Linked DNA regions of Danio rerio: region 1 is linked to region 2. A link is a contact called in public HiChIP or PLAC-seq data. All regions are on one chromosome and are shown on one strand. The core of a region is the stretch at or near the end of the contact, and the rest is flanking DNA. Distances in the headings are between cores, read along the strand shown.

The links. HiChIP or PLAC-seq counts read pairs in DNA pulled down with a chosen protein or histone mark.
Region 1: an H3K4me3 HiChIP or PLAC-seq map of gastrula embryo shows a contact between it and region 2, with 2.5 times the contacts expected there. The contact joins the promoter of styk1b here to the promoter of LOC108179621 in region 2. A contact is called at or near these places in 1 of 18 Hi-C or Micro-C datasets (caudal fin) and 2 of 4 datasets of contacts at active chromatin or transcription factors (embryo and gastrula embryo).

The regions. Positions count from the first base shown.
Region 1 is chr16:35,168,153-35,175,754 of GRCz12tu, forward strand. It overlaps styk1b (serine/threonine/tyrosine kinase 1b), which reads right to left and starts at 4,409. Exons shown (of 10, transcript NM_001305565.1): 1 at 4,235-4,409; 2 at 2,575-2,633; 3 at 2,296-2,469; 4 at 1,041-1,346; 5 at 769-950. The coding sequence starts at 2,632. LOC141378226 (glutathione S-transferase kappa 1-like) reads right to left here. Exons shown (of 7, transcript XM_073926184.1): 5 at 6,580-6,696; 6 at 6,407-6,500; 7 at 5,584-5,829. The coding sequence ends at 5,786. It overlaps LOC141378227 (a long non-coding RNA gene), which reads left to right. Exons shown (of 5, transcript XR_012392208.1): 3 at 787-2,433; 4 at 2,560-2,663.
Region 2 is chr16:35,134,604-35,141,090 of GRCz12tu, forward strand. LOC108179621 reads right to left here and starts at 2,626. Exons shown (of 2, transcript XM_017351525.4): 1 at 2,583-2,626. phc1 (polyhomeotic homolog 1) reads left to right here and starts at 4,036. Exons shown (of 15, transcript NM_205707.1): 1 at 4,036-4,177; 2 at 4,703-4,860; 3 at 4,982-5,098. The coding sequence starts at 4,741.

The DNA.
Region 1 (7,602 bases), core at 3,159-5,658, 35 kb after region 2:
ATATCAACATATTAAGCATACAGTAAACTAATTCTCAAATGAACCACCAAAATAAAGTGTTGCCTTTTTTAAAAGATAAGTTTACAACACATGACATAAAGAAGATTGTGAGCACAAATTAAGAATTTGTTGCCATTAATCAATAATGTGTTAGTTTAAATTTTTAGATCTGTTTATTGCTATTTTGGATGTTCTAATTCAAATTAAGCATGTTGTTCTCATTGACCAAATCAACTGTTTAAGGGCATATTCACATGTCAAAAAAAGACAACTCTGACATTAGTTACACACCATCAGTGCTTTGGAAAACAGAAAATGAGTTTCGTAGTGCAAAACTGTTGTTGTTGTAATGTAAAGTAATAAAATCTAAGTAAAAATGAACATAAACCAAATACAAAATGTGAAATCAGTCAGAGGTTGGTGTAGGCATGCTCAAACATTCTATGGCTACATGACATGACAACCAAAACAGCAATAGCTACTGGCTTGGCTAGCATAATGCAGCATTTTGTTTGTAATTTTATGTATCCTTGTGAACAAGGGTGGTATTGACCACATAAGTCTACTCCATCTGTAAGTAAAACTAGAAAAAAGCAGTATATAAAAAAGTAAATAAATATACAATACAAGACTGTCCAAAAAAAATGCTTATAAAGCTGCATTTGCTTTTCAGAACCAAAAAGGTGTGTACACTGTTGTCATATAATCATATAATTTTCTTCAGCTTAAAAAAAACGCTGCAATGAAACGTATAGTCAAATCTTTTACCTGTCTACATCTCCACAGGAATCCAAGCAGATCTCTGTTCTCCATCTCCTCAATAACAGTAATGAGAGGAGCCCGCAAGGATATCACTCCCAGCAGCTCTGGTAAGAAGGGATGAGGCCCTAACTGGGACAGGAAGGCCGCAAATCCCAAGAATGACTGACTTTCCTGATTACTGGCTGAATCTGAGGATGAGATTTAAAAGAGGGTCAGTGTACCTGGAATTCAAGATCTCAATCAGACATTAAGTGCAAGTTAAAAAACCTCCTGGGCACCTTTAAGCACACGAAGCACCACATTTCTGTTTTCCATACGAGCCCTATAGAGGGAGATGGGGCTGTCTGACTTCAGTGAGTATGAAGCTGGGAGAGGAGCGACTCCGTTAAAGTTCTCCGGCAGTCGCTGGCGTGGAAGTTCTCGTGGCTTTGCAAAGGCTGAAGCTGTGGCGCCAAACATGCCATCAGTAAAGGCAACATTGTTGTCATGATCGAGCCTGGCTGGCATTGTAGGGTTGAATGTCATGTAAGTAGTTGTGTCCAGTGCTATGGGCTCCCCTTCCAGAGCATTCAGACCCAGAGGAGCTGCAAAGACAGAGCAAGAAAGAGGGCGAGAGACTGATTAGGTGGCACATGATGAATTATAAATATGAAAAGAGCAAAACAGGTTGCTTAATATTGAATATAATATCCATCCAATGTCATCTATGTTTACATGATGCATCAAATATTACATCTTTGACAAATGAAATATATTAGTTTGCATTAGCACTAAAGCAAATACCACTATTATTTTAAGAAATGTTTATTTTTTATGATCAACTTTTCATTTTATTATAAAATGTGCAAAATATGTGTAACAGTAACATGCATTTTTGTTTACGTATGAATAAATACAATGTTCATTCATTCATTCATTTTCCTTCGGCTTAGTGCCTTTTTTATCAGAGGTCTCCACAGCACTCCTGAAGCTTGTTAAAATAGATGGGATCAGATTATTGCATGGAGCTCATGCTGCTATACACTTAATGCCACAAGAGTAATATTTTAGAATCTTAGAGAGCAGCCAGCCAAGGGCCCCTTACATGCCAGGTCCCTTGGCACTCAGTCATCCTTTTCCACCCACTTATGATGCCCCTGTCTGTAAGGGATTGGGTTACACTTACTTACAGTCCTATAACTTCTGAAGGACACCAATAAATAAATGAGCAAAATAACATTTCATTATTATACTTCTGAGTTTGCATGTTCCCCCCGTGTTGGCGTGGGATTCCTTCGGGTGCTCCGGTTTTCCCCCACTGCACAACACATGCAGTATAGATGAATTGGGTAAGCTAAATTGTCTGTAGTGTATGTGTGTGAATGAATGTGTGTGGATGTTTTCCAGTGATGGGTTGCAGCTGGAAAGGCATCTGCTGTGTAAAACATTTGCTGGATAAGTTGGCGGTTCATTCTGCTGTGGCAACCCCTGATTAATAAAGGGACTATGCCGAAAAGAAAATGAATGAATTTTATACTCCTTTTATATACTGACCATCAATGCCCTGCAAGTTTCTCCTAGTCCTGGATACTCGACTGGAAGCAGGTTGCAGGCGTTCCACCTTCTCTGGACAGAACCTCAGCAGCATAATGAATAGCAGCGTGATCAAGAACATCATGAAGAAGATCACCGGTACGATTATCACCTCTTGTTCATACACACGAATTTCTGGGGTCAAGGAGTAAAAGGGACATTTCAAATGACAACTTTGATAATGTAGTTGAGGGATGGTCATGATTCCTTTATTTAATCTCACAGACATGATCTACTTACCACACAGCGCATCTCCAGGCTCACATTCAGAAGATGCAGCGCTGGAAGAGGCCGCCATCCTGCACGGATACCAAAAGGGAATTTAAAAGGTTGGAGGTGTTTTTTAATGATCTACTTATTATTTGTTGACCAAAGTATAAGTGGATTTCCAGATGCAGAGATCACTGAAGCTAAAATAAACCTCTCACAATGTCAGTATGAAATATTATGAGTTGGATTCAGGGTCAGTGAAACATGATCTTTGTTATCAACATGAAAAGAATTTGGCAGCTGAGACTTCACAGATCTTTCACTATCAGTGTCCTTTCCAGAGAGTTTTTTTTTTTTTTCTGTAAGGATCACGGTCAGAGTAAGGAGAAAAAATTACTGATTTTGGCAACACTTTATTTTAATGGTCCATTTGAGTATTAGTATACTGTCTGCTTAATATCTGTCGATACTGCTCCTTCAACAGACATTTAACTGACTATAAGAAACTTTGCAAGCACACGTCAACTTACACCCTAACCCCAACCTAACAGTTTACTTATACTCTATTGAGAATTAGTTGGCATGTAGATGCAATGTAACTTAAATTCAACAAACAAACCATTCAAATAAAGTTTGACCCAGTTTTCCCCCCTGTAATGATCACAGACAGTATAAGGGGAAGAATTAAAAGAGTTTGTTTTCTGTAAGGACCACTGACAGAATAAGGGATAAATACTAGGAAATATATGCATGTACATATTTACTGTACATGTAAGTAAAAAAGGTTGATCTGCAGCTGACAATAGTGTCTTATATTCTCAAATACACACTGTGCGTGCAATATGAGAAGACCTCCTTTGTGAGCAAACAGCTGAACACACCCAATCTTTCTAAATGTCAGACAGTAGATTTGCCAGGTTGTGTTTGTGTGTTATCACGGCTCTGTGAGATGCTGCTTGTTTTTTTTACAGTTCCATAAGTGTGGCTAAATGTGTCTTCAGAATGTAAATTGAGGGCAGACTTTAAGCTCTGCCTTTGACACAAACACGGAACTGCTTTTTTATTGAATTTTGATGCTTAACCTGTTAGTCTGCATTTTTTTCTATTCTCAAAGACTACACTATGACACGTCACATGCACAAAGATGCACAGGGAAACACAAATAAACTAATCTTTACTTAGGAAGTGTATTTAATAACTGGGTATTTGTATAAATGGATAAATGCTGCTGGTCATTAAAAAAAGATCTCTGGAAAAATAGTAATAATGAAAAATGGTAGTTGAGCACCAAATAAACATTAGAATAATTTCTGAAGGATCATGTGATCATATAAAGACATGAATTTTTTTAAATTTATAAAACTGCAAACATTTATTTTTTAAAATTGCAATATCAATCTCAAAGTATTACTGTATACATATCCAAATAAGTGCAGTCTTGTTATACTGAGATGAAAAACATGAAGAAAACCATAGCCCATTAAATTTTAAAACAGTATTGTAATACAATATTGACTTAATATTGTGTTTTAACACCCTTAACTCGTCTGTGTGCTGTATAATAAAAACTAATCCACAAAAAAAGATCAAATCATCTATCAGCTAATTCCACATATGCAGAATGCCAAGTCACATGTTCGTAACCCATCAGCACTGTGGGGATTTAATCTGCAGCTCTCTATTGGCTTACCTGATGATCCCTGCAGTTGTAGACGTTCTTAGCTGTTCAGTTTTTCCTTGTCTCTATTCAGAAAGTTTTCCATGATGGCAATAATATCCCATTAATGAACACAGCACAAACATATCCCGCTGTTAGTCACCTTCCTTGCTGCTATAAAATTTCCTTATGGTGAACGGTACACCAAGTCTGCTTGTATTTGTCGAGGTCACACCTTTGTTGGTTACTTGGCCCCGCCCTCCTCACCTTTGCTTCAATCTCATCTGAACTCTCTGTTGTTGTTACTACACTCCTTTACTGTAGGGTTGCAAAGTATGATATATGCCTATTGTTTCACAATCTATCCTTTTTGCAGTGAATCTAGAGATTTAATGCTTAATCTCTGTGTTTATCTCTGGTTTGGTATATTAAACTAATCAGAACTCTCGTGTTAAGCATCTTCTTCCTGAATCTAGCCAAACTGAAACCTGAAGATCCAGCTCCTCAAGTTTCTCTAGAAGGTTCAGACTTCCTGGCACGAATGCTGACTCAATCAGTGTGCATAAAACACAGTTAAAGAGGCCAAGCGAGTTTTACCTTTCATTTAGATTTGTGACTAAAATGCTTTGATGAATCTTGGATTTGTGGACTGAGGTAATTTTTACATGGGTTGTGCATCAGCAGCAGTGTACATCATGACAAGAAATATACATTAGTTAACATTTAAAGTGGATCAAAAATGTTTATACAAATATTTAAGATTAAAAAGATAAGAATGGGTACTGTTCAATAGTTTTAGGACAAGTTTAATGAAAGCTTGTTCTCCACTTCAAATGCTGACTGATGTATACTAAACATTCTTACACTCTCAGAAATAAAGGTACGCTAGCTGTCACTGGAGAGGCACTTTTTGCAAAATGTACAAATTTATACCTAAAAGGTCTATATTAATACCTCAAAGGTACATATTAGTACCTAAATAGTACAAAAGTGTTCCTCTTAAAATTTTTAGGTACTAATAAATACTTTTGAGGTAACAATATGGACCCTTTACGTAAAAATATTTACCTTTTGAAAAGGTACAACCCCAGTGACAGCTTGCGTACCTTTATTTCTGAGAGTGTAGGAATGTCACCTAAAAAAGTAATGTATTTACCGCATTTGTTCTCACCAATCAAAACATATATCTTAAGAAAATAGTTTGTATTTTGTGATCTTAGTGTTTTAATCAGGCAACTTGACTTATCCCGGAAAAGCATTATATAATAGTAATAATATATAGCAAATGAAAGGTTCCTGTGAAACTCGATTTAAAATCATGTTCATAAGCTTAGTGTAGCAAATCACGTAATATGGTGCCTATAAAAATCATCATACCTCTTTGAAATAATGACTTTATTTGTCATACAGCCTGAACTCAAATCACATTTCAAATAACTTTTACAGCCTTTGACATGCTTTTGTAGCCTAATACTGACCAGTGCCTTCTTCAACTTTATCCTAAAGAACTTACAGGGTATGATAGTTTTCTATAGTTACTGTATAGTGTAAAGAAATACATACAGTAGGGAGCGTGTGAAAGTGTCACATTGTGGTCTTGATTGGACAAGGCCCTGCCCACTTCTCCCCTGAAAGACAAAAGAAAGAATGATTGGAAAATAAACCTAAAATTAAGTTTTTAAATCCCACAGTTAGTTAGGAATTCAAGATTAATTCATGACACAGTGCAATAAATCATTAGGAAAACCAGCTTTGGTACAGTATATATAATAAAGTAGATGAGCATTCATCATCCAGTTGGATCATTAAACCAGTTAAACTAGTTAAACAAGATGGTTAGTTGGCAAGTTGTAAATAAACACGTAATTACACATGCATGACAAAAGCTACATGTTTCTTAATTGACAAGCAGTAAATGGACGTAATGATCAGATTGTCCTGGCTAATACGACATCACTAAAAATGTTTCTTTTAGACTGAAAAAAATGCTACTTTCCACATAAAGATAATTAGTACCATAATGAGTTTAGGAATCATGTAAGCAATCAAATGCTTTCCATGAGATCTGTAATTTATTGTTAATCAAACTGAAGATGTTAAAATGAGTGATTCATTCACTGTATTTTATTTAACTGTAGTAACTTCAAATAAATTCTGAAGCTCTAAAGTAGTCCAATCAACAGTTAAGCCTTAGATTGTAGTTACCGATGCGATGAGCTATGAGCTCAAATCTGTCACAACCAAAGAAAACCTCAACCTTCCCATTGACATGGCACACAATGAATGGAAGACCAAAGGCCTGATAAAAAGAGGAAAATTATTTACTGCAATTTAAAAAAATCAACACAAAGATGCTTTGGCATAAAAAAGTCACTAACATTTTTCTCCAGTGCTTCCTGTGTGACACTCTTCAGCTTGTCTTTAATTGGCTGAGATTTGGCATTGGTCAGCAATTCTTCCACCTCATTGGCTGAGAGACCTGCCTGTAATCCTGCCTGCACAAAGCAGAAACACAAATAATGTCTTACAATAGTTTGCTTTAGGCATTAATTAAGATTGACAATATTTTATCTTTCATATTAAAAAGAGACTTTAGGAGAATATTGGATTATTATGCCACGGAGTATTTGAGTGAGGGTGGCACGGTGGCTCAGTGGTTAGCACTGTTGCCTCACAGCAAGAAGTTCGCTGGTTCGAGTCCTGTCTGGGCCAGTTGGCATTTCTGTGTGGACTTTGCATGTTCTCCATGTGTTCATGTGGGTTTCCTAAGAATGCATTGGTTTCCCCCAGTCCACAGATATGCGATATAGGTGAATTGGACTATATTAACTAAATTACCTATATTGACCATAGTGTGTGTGCATGTGAATGTGAGAGTGTATGGGTGTCTTTTAGTACAGGGTTGCAGCTGGAAGGGTATCCGCTGTGTAAAACATATGTAGGAATAGTTGGTGGTTCACTGTGGCAATCACCGATAAATGATTGTATGAATGAGTATTTTATTTGAGCTTTACTGGTACTTAAGTATCTGTAGATGTTTATGAGGCCGTTGTACCATTTGCAATATTAGTGTTGAATTTTACAAACATGCGATTACTCACAAGTCAGCTGTTCCTGGATCTTTACTTGCATATCTTTCAAATCACTCCAAGATACTTTAGTCCTCATAGTTTACTGTTCCAATAACATGGTAAATGATCTCAGCTTCCCCAGAGATATTATAAAGAGATCTAATTAACAGTAGTGTATTAATCATTTCAAGTTTCTCCTCTCGTACGTGACACAGATTCATCAACTAGCTTTTAAAGTATTCTCATTCATGCAAGTAGCCTTGTTCGCTATAAGGGAAATAATAGTAAAATGCACACTGTCTAGTGTCTGGTTAGGTCTTGTTTCAGTGA
Region 2 (6,487 bases), core at 1,376-3,875:
TGAACCATTGACAGTTGGTAAATATACTGCAAAAATGATTTCCTTTTTTATTGTTTTTGTCTTGTTTCTAGTCCAAATATGTAATAATTCTTAAAGAATAAACATTTTCTAGACAGATTTTCTGTCAAAATGATGTGGGTTTTTCATTAAAAAGCTAAATAATCTGCCAATTTGAGTATGTAAAAGAATATTGGTTTTAAGTAAGATTATTTTCCTTATCTCACTGGCAGATTAATTTGTTTGCTTTAAAGAAAAAAATCACTTAATTCAGAATTATTTCTGAAAACTGAATTTCTTTTCTACATAGTAATATGCTAGATATGTGAATATGTCTAGAAAATGCTTCTTGATTTAATTAGATTTTGATTTAAAGTGATTTTTTTTAGATATTTGAACTAGAAAATACAAAAAGTATATGTAAGAAAAGCATTTTTGCAGTGGTAACATTTAAATAATATTTTAAAAATTATCTGTAGCTTTATTGCCTCTATTCTTGACTGTTTGGTGGGATCTTGATGGAAAAATAATAAGAATGCTATTGGGTGCTTCTAGCTATTTTTGTTTCTGCCAACATTCATTACATCTGAGATTAATGTTTTGTGTCTAATTGTGTAGTTTTGTGTCAAGTAGTCTTATAAAAGGTGGGATCAATAGGCAGTTGTTTCTGCAGAATATCTAGAATTGTCTTAAAGGTTCAGTGAAATTAAAATAGTATTATTTAGGTATTAGTAGCAGTACAGTATGTTAGACTTCAAGGGTATCTATACGCTAGTGGGGTACAAAACAATGACCATATTCACATTTAGAAGATGTAAAACCGATATAAACATGTAAAACTTGCAGTTTGTCACTTCTGCCAAAATGATTCAACTTTTTTTACATCACCTCATACTTCAGTTTCTCATCAAATCTTCTGTGACCAATCAAATGCTCTCTAGTGTCTGACATGCCTCGCTCCCTTCAAGACAATTCTCACTGGCTGTTCATTTGTTGTGCTTGAGCTCAACCACTCTCACTGGCAGAACTGTGAGGAAACAAAAGGCTATTCGCTGTTTTTTAAAGGGGAGGAGCTACTCTATACCCCTCTCTTCATGTTTCAGTTAAGATTATATTATGTCAAACATCGAAAATAAATTGCACATTTCAAAGCATTTCTTGGGCCCTAAAAGCATATTTTATAATGTAAGCAACACAGCTACAGCAAATAAAATTGATAATGCGTGTTTTAAATTTAAAGTGTGCAAATAATCAAGGATTAACCATAATTTATCATATTGTCTGCACCAAGGGGGCCCCAAATAAAATTCTGCTTAGGGCCCCCTAAAGGCTTGGGCTGGCCCTGCCTGTTACATTATGTATCACTTTACCTTTAATTGGTAAAACTATATCCATTTGTGTATTTTTGTAACATTACATCAGAACCATTTCTGTATTGTACGTGTATACTTTCACAATTTATAATTTTGTCCTGACAGCTTACATCAAATATACATAACATACACTGTAAAAAGCCATATACTTCATAAAATGGAGTAAATCCATTGCCTTAAAGGTGATTTTGCTTTAAAAAGTTAAGTAATTCTGTTGTTATTAGGGGTGTCAAAATTAATTGTTTCTTCGGTGCACCGCGATGCAGACGCGGACAATTCGGTATCGATTCAGTAATAATCATAACCGGTTATTATGTAGTGACGTCATTTATCTCCTATGCGCTCTGTCGCGAGGGAGGTGAGCGCCGTTATTTACAACACTCAGCCAACTCAGGGCCGGCCCGTGGCATAGGCACCATAGGCAAATGCTTAGGGCGCTGTATATCCAGTGGGGCGCCGGAAATGAGCGCGCTTCAGTTGGTTTTGTTTTCGATTTTCCTGACACACTTTCAGTTATAGATGGCAAAAACTCAAAAAACGCTTACCCTAAAAGATCTAAAGTGTGTTTCCTACAGAAAGACAAAGCTGGTTATGTTTCACAGCTGTCTTTCTTTTTTTTCGCTCGACATTACGAGCACTGCTCCGTTCAAGCCCTCGCAGTCTGCGTTTACTTTTAGCTGTCAGAGCTCGCGCTGAGAGGAGCTCTCTGTAAGGGACCGTCGGAAAAGTGCTTATTTTTTTCGTTTTTTTTCCGTTTTTCTGCTCCGCTCAGCGCGAGCTCTCCCTGTTGCAAGGGCTTAAGTGTGTTTGTTTGTGTGTGTGCGTGTGTGTTTGTATGTTTGATGCTGTCTATGTTTGTGAATGTGTTTGAATGAGAGACAGTGTGTTGCTGTGTGTCTGTGTGTTTATACAGACAGCATGTTATAGCCTCCCCCCTAAAATATAACACTATATATGGAAAGCACCGTCAATGCACCGTGATGCACCGAGATATCGAATTGAACCGAATCGATGGCATGATAATCATAACCGAACCGTGAGACCAGTATAGGTTCACACCTCTAGTTGTTATGTTCACTTAATTTTATTAATTTTCCACATAGTTCATCTTACTTATTTTAGGGCAATTGGTTTACTCAGTTCTTTAAAGTAAAGTCAACAAATCACTTATGTTTTTTTCTATATAATGTAGTGGAGGAAATAAATACTCACTGAGGTTTCCGTCTGATCTGAGCAGTCAAATGTTGAGACTTCATGAAGGCTTGACTATACCTGTACTTATGTTTTCAAATGAAGTGTCGTCCTGAAGAGCAGGTCAGTCCAGAATGTAAATGAGCCCTTGCTATGTAAAAGGTTTTATGAGTCACATAGTCAGTGCCAGTGTGAGTCATACAGCAGTGACTTGCATGAATGTCTTTGAAAGAGGAACATTACTTGGCTTTTGGATGTTGAAGTTGTAAAACCAAACTAATTAGCACCATGTAAAATATTTTAAACTGGGATTATTGTTGCAATACATTTCTTGGCCAAATCAAGTCAGTAAGTTGAAAGAAATATAAACTTGATGGATGCACATGTAACAGTCATGATTTAAAAAAAAAAAAAGAGAAAAACTGTAGTAGTAATGTGTTTGGAAATGGAAAAGTGAAACAGAACGTATTTTTGTTTGATTAACATTAGTGCATTGGAAACTAACAAGAAAAAAATATTAAAATACAATTAATAAATGCTGTAAAAAGTTTATGTGGTCATATGCCAATAATTTAAGTGATTATCCATTGTTAACAAATAAGATGTCACAGTGGCACAGTGGGTGGCACGATCGCCTCACAGCAAGAAGGTCGCTGGTTTGAGCCCCGGCTGGGTCAGTTGGCATTTCTGTGTGGAGTTTGCATGTTCTCCCCATGTTCATGTGAGTTTCCTCCGGGTGCTCCTTTCCCCACAAGTCATGCTCTATAGGTGAATAGGGTAAGCTAAATTGTCTGTAGTGTTTCCCAGGGATGGGTTGCAGCTGAAGGGGAATCCGCTATACGTAAAGCATTTGCTGGATAAGTTGGTGGTTTATTCTGCTGTGGTGACTCTTGGTTAATAAATGGACTAAGCCAAAAAGAAAATAAATGCATAGATAAATAACATTAATACACTTTAAAATGTTAATGTGGTCATATCCCAATAACTACAGTCCCAATCCAATGTTAACAAATAGGACCTTTTCAAGCTTTGTCATAGTTAGATACATTTTACCTTTTTTTTACCAAATCAAAATGTTTGATTAAAAATTCAAAACCTTTGGTGTACTTTACTCTCCTGTTGGCACCAATCTTGCACAGTTTATGGTAGAACTTTTGGCAATCATGTGTATCTGCTGGGTTCTGGAAATATTTGCAGAATAATTGGAGGTTGTCCAAAGAGTTCACCTGCATGATAGTGTCTGTATTAAATCTCAATTCAATTCATATTTATTTCTATAGCACTTACAATGTAGATTGTATCAAAGCAGCTTTACATAGAAAGTTCTAGTAATAGACACTTTTATTATGTAATTTTAAGTCACCGATGCAGACTTTTATTTGGCACGTCATTTTTTGGCGCCGGAAAAAGTATAGTAAACAGTATAGGAGGGCGGGGCGGGGTTTCCATCGCTTTTTTGAGCCTCATCACAATCACCGTTGTTTGAAGAATTCCAACAATACTTGCAAAGACCAGTTGTAAAGAGCGGAACTGCATTACATCGAAAACTACAGCACCGAGGTGTCATTTTCAGAGCATTGCTTCCGTTAGGAGAGTAGGAAGCCGACCGCAGAGAGGTAAAATTATGTCTGTTTGGCACTTTGGGAGTCGTCAGTTCGCCAACATTTTTTGCTGCAGCGTATAAGATACTGTGGACGGACATGGTGGTTTTCCCCCCCAAATGTACCTCTTGTGCTAATGGACATGCTAAATTATGCCTCGTGCATGCTGCTGTTTTGTCTCAAATGCTTCGTAACTTAATGATACGTGAATTTTACAGAGAACTAATGTAGCAACACCTCGATCATTCATCACCCGCAGATGACAGATAACCACAACCGCTGTTTATTCATTACTGATGATATCTACATTTAAACTACGTGATTTCTGTGCGTTATTTTTGAAATATAACGTTACTTTATATACAGATTTGAACAGACTAGAGCGCTCCTGCAAGTTTACAAGTCTGTCTGACAGAAAGTGTTCAAACTGTTTGATTGTATTTGTTATAACTAGCCGTTTTAATTCACATTTAATGAATGAGAACAGCGTTTAATCTCTTCTAAATCGTTTGTTTATGCATATTTTTCTCTGGTATTCAGTTACAAAGTTTGATTGACTGGTCGTCCATCCAGTGAGCATGGAGGCAGGAGAAGACCAGACCAACTCCAGCTCAACCAATAGCAGCGCAGCTTCAGGGGGAAACTCCCGCCCTCCTCAGATAGCTCAAATGTCTCTCTATGAAAGGCAAGCTGTTCAGGTGGGTCAGAAAGCCTGCAGTCTGAACTAATAGCCAGATTGAAGTGTAATTTAAATCACTTGTTAACATTCGTGTGTTAAATTGAGGGAAACATAGTTGTTTGTGCTTCTCAATGTTATAGGCACTGCAGGCCTTACAGAGGCAGCCCAATGCAGCTCAGTATTTCCAGCAGCTGATGCTGCAGCAGCAGATCAACAGCGCAACCTGTCAACTCCACAACCTGGCTGCTGTGCAACAGGTGAGACTCTTTAGACCAGGGGTGCCCAAACTTTTATTATGAAGGGCCAAAAACAAACTTTATTGAGGCTAGTGGGCCGAATTTGTTTAATAATATTTAAAAAATATATATAAAACATTGCTTTATATTAACTAAAAGGGTATATATTTTTTACATTTTATAATGAACTTATTACAGTAAAAACTAAAACAATCTCATTTATAATAGAGTTGCACTGTTTTTTGCCTTGATTTGCTCTGACTTGTTGAGTGACAGTATTTACATTTTAAAAACACAGATTAATTTACATTTAATTGAAACATTTCATTTCAGTTTGCTTTTTTGTTGCTCGGTAACAAAACAAACACAAAAAAAAGGTTACATCAAATTAGAAATGATAATCTCTATTAAAGGCATTCTCCCCAATCCTCTTATTCTCAAATGGGATGTTGAGCCAACTCAAGGGTTACTATGGGCCAACTTTGGCCCACGGACCCTACTTTGGGCATCTCTGCTTTAGACCGATCAAAAAAAAAGATTGTATTTGATGAAACTCTTCGATATTGAAAAGACCTGACATCACAATATTTATTTTTTTTGCAATTTTAATAGCTCTGTTTGGCAAGATTTCAATAATTTAGATTAAGTCTTTTTCTATGCAGCGCATCTTCATGAAATATAATAAATTATAAGCATATACAAATAACATATCAAAAGCAAGTTAAATAAACAGTGCTTTATGGTTTTATGGGGAGTGTAACAGTATTCAAGTACAGAAATGTAACAATTAAACATTAAATAACATGTTCAATATTCTATAAATAATACAAATAAATTATTAATAAATGTAATTGAAACAATAAAATTTTCAAAATTATCTTGTTACAGTAAATTGGGCTGTTCGATTTAGGAATAATATGTAATTATGTTTTTTTTTTTTACAGATGTTGTGATTTCAATTTAATTTTGTAGTCAAGCCTCAGTTCAGTATTCTGTATCGTAGCTTCTTACGGCTAAAATGCAGTGAGTGTTAGTTTAAAAAGTTATATTTTATATTTTATAAAAATAAAAATATTAATTTATATTAAAATATATTTAACTTAAGTTAAACATTTATTCAAATTTGTTTTTAATAATCCGAAATGAAACACTAATTTTTCACTACAGCAAACAGTAAGCACAAATCAAATGACCCTACCTTTCTGTTAACATGTTAAACTGAAATTAGGGAGATAGTGTAGCTTATTATAAAAACAAAAATTATAATTATGAAAGTACAGAACCAACATGGCTGAAACAACTCTGAAATTGTAATTTGCTATTGCTTGCTACTAGATTGAGTGTCACTAGCAATACATTCAATTGACTTTTTAGCAAGACATTCCTCATATAGCCACCTGTGGTGCTTTT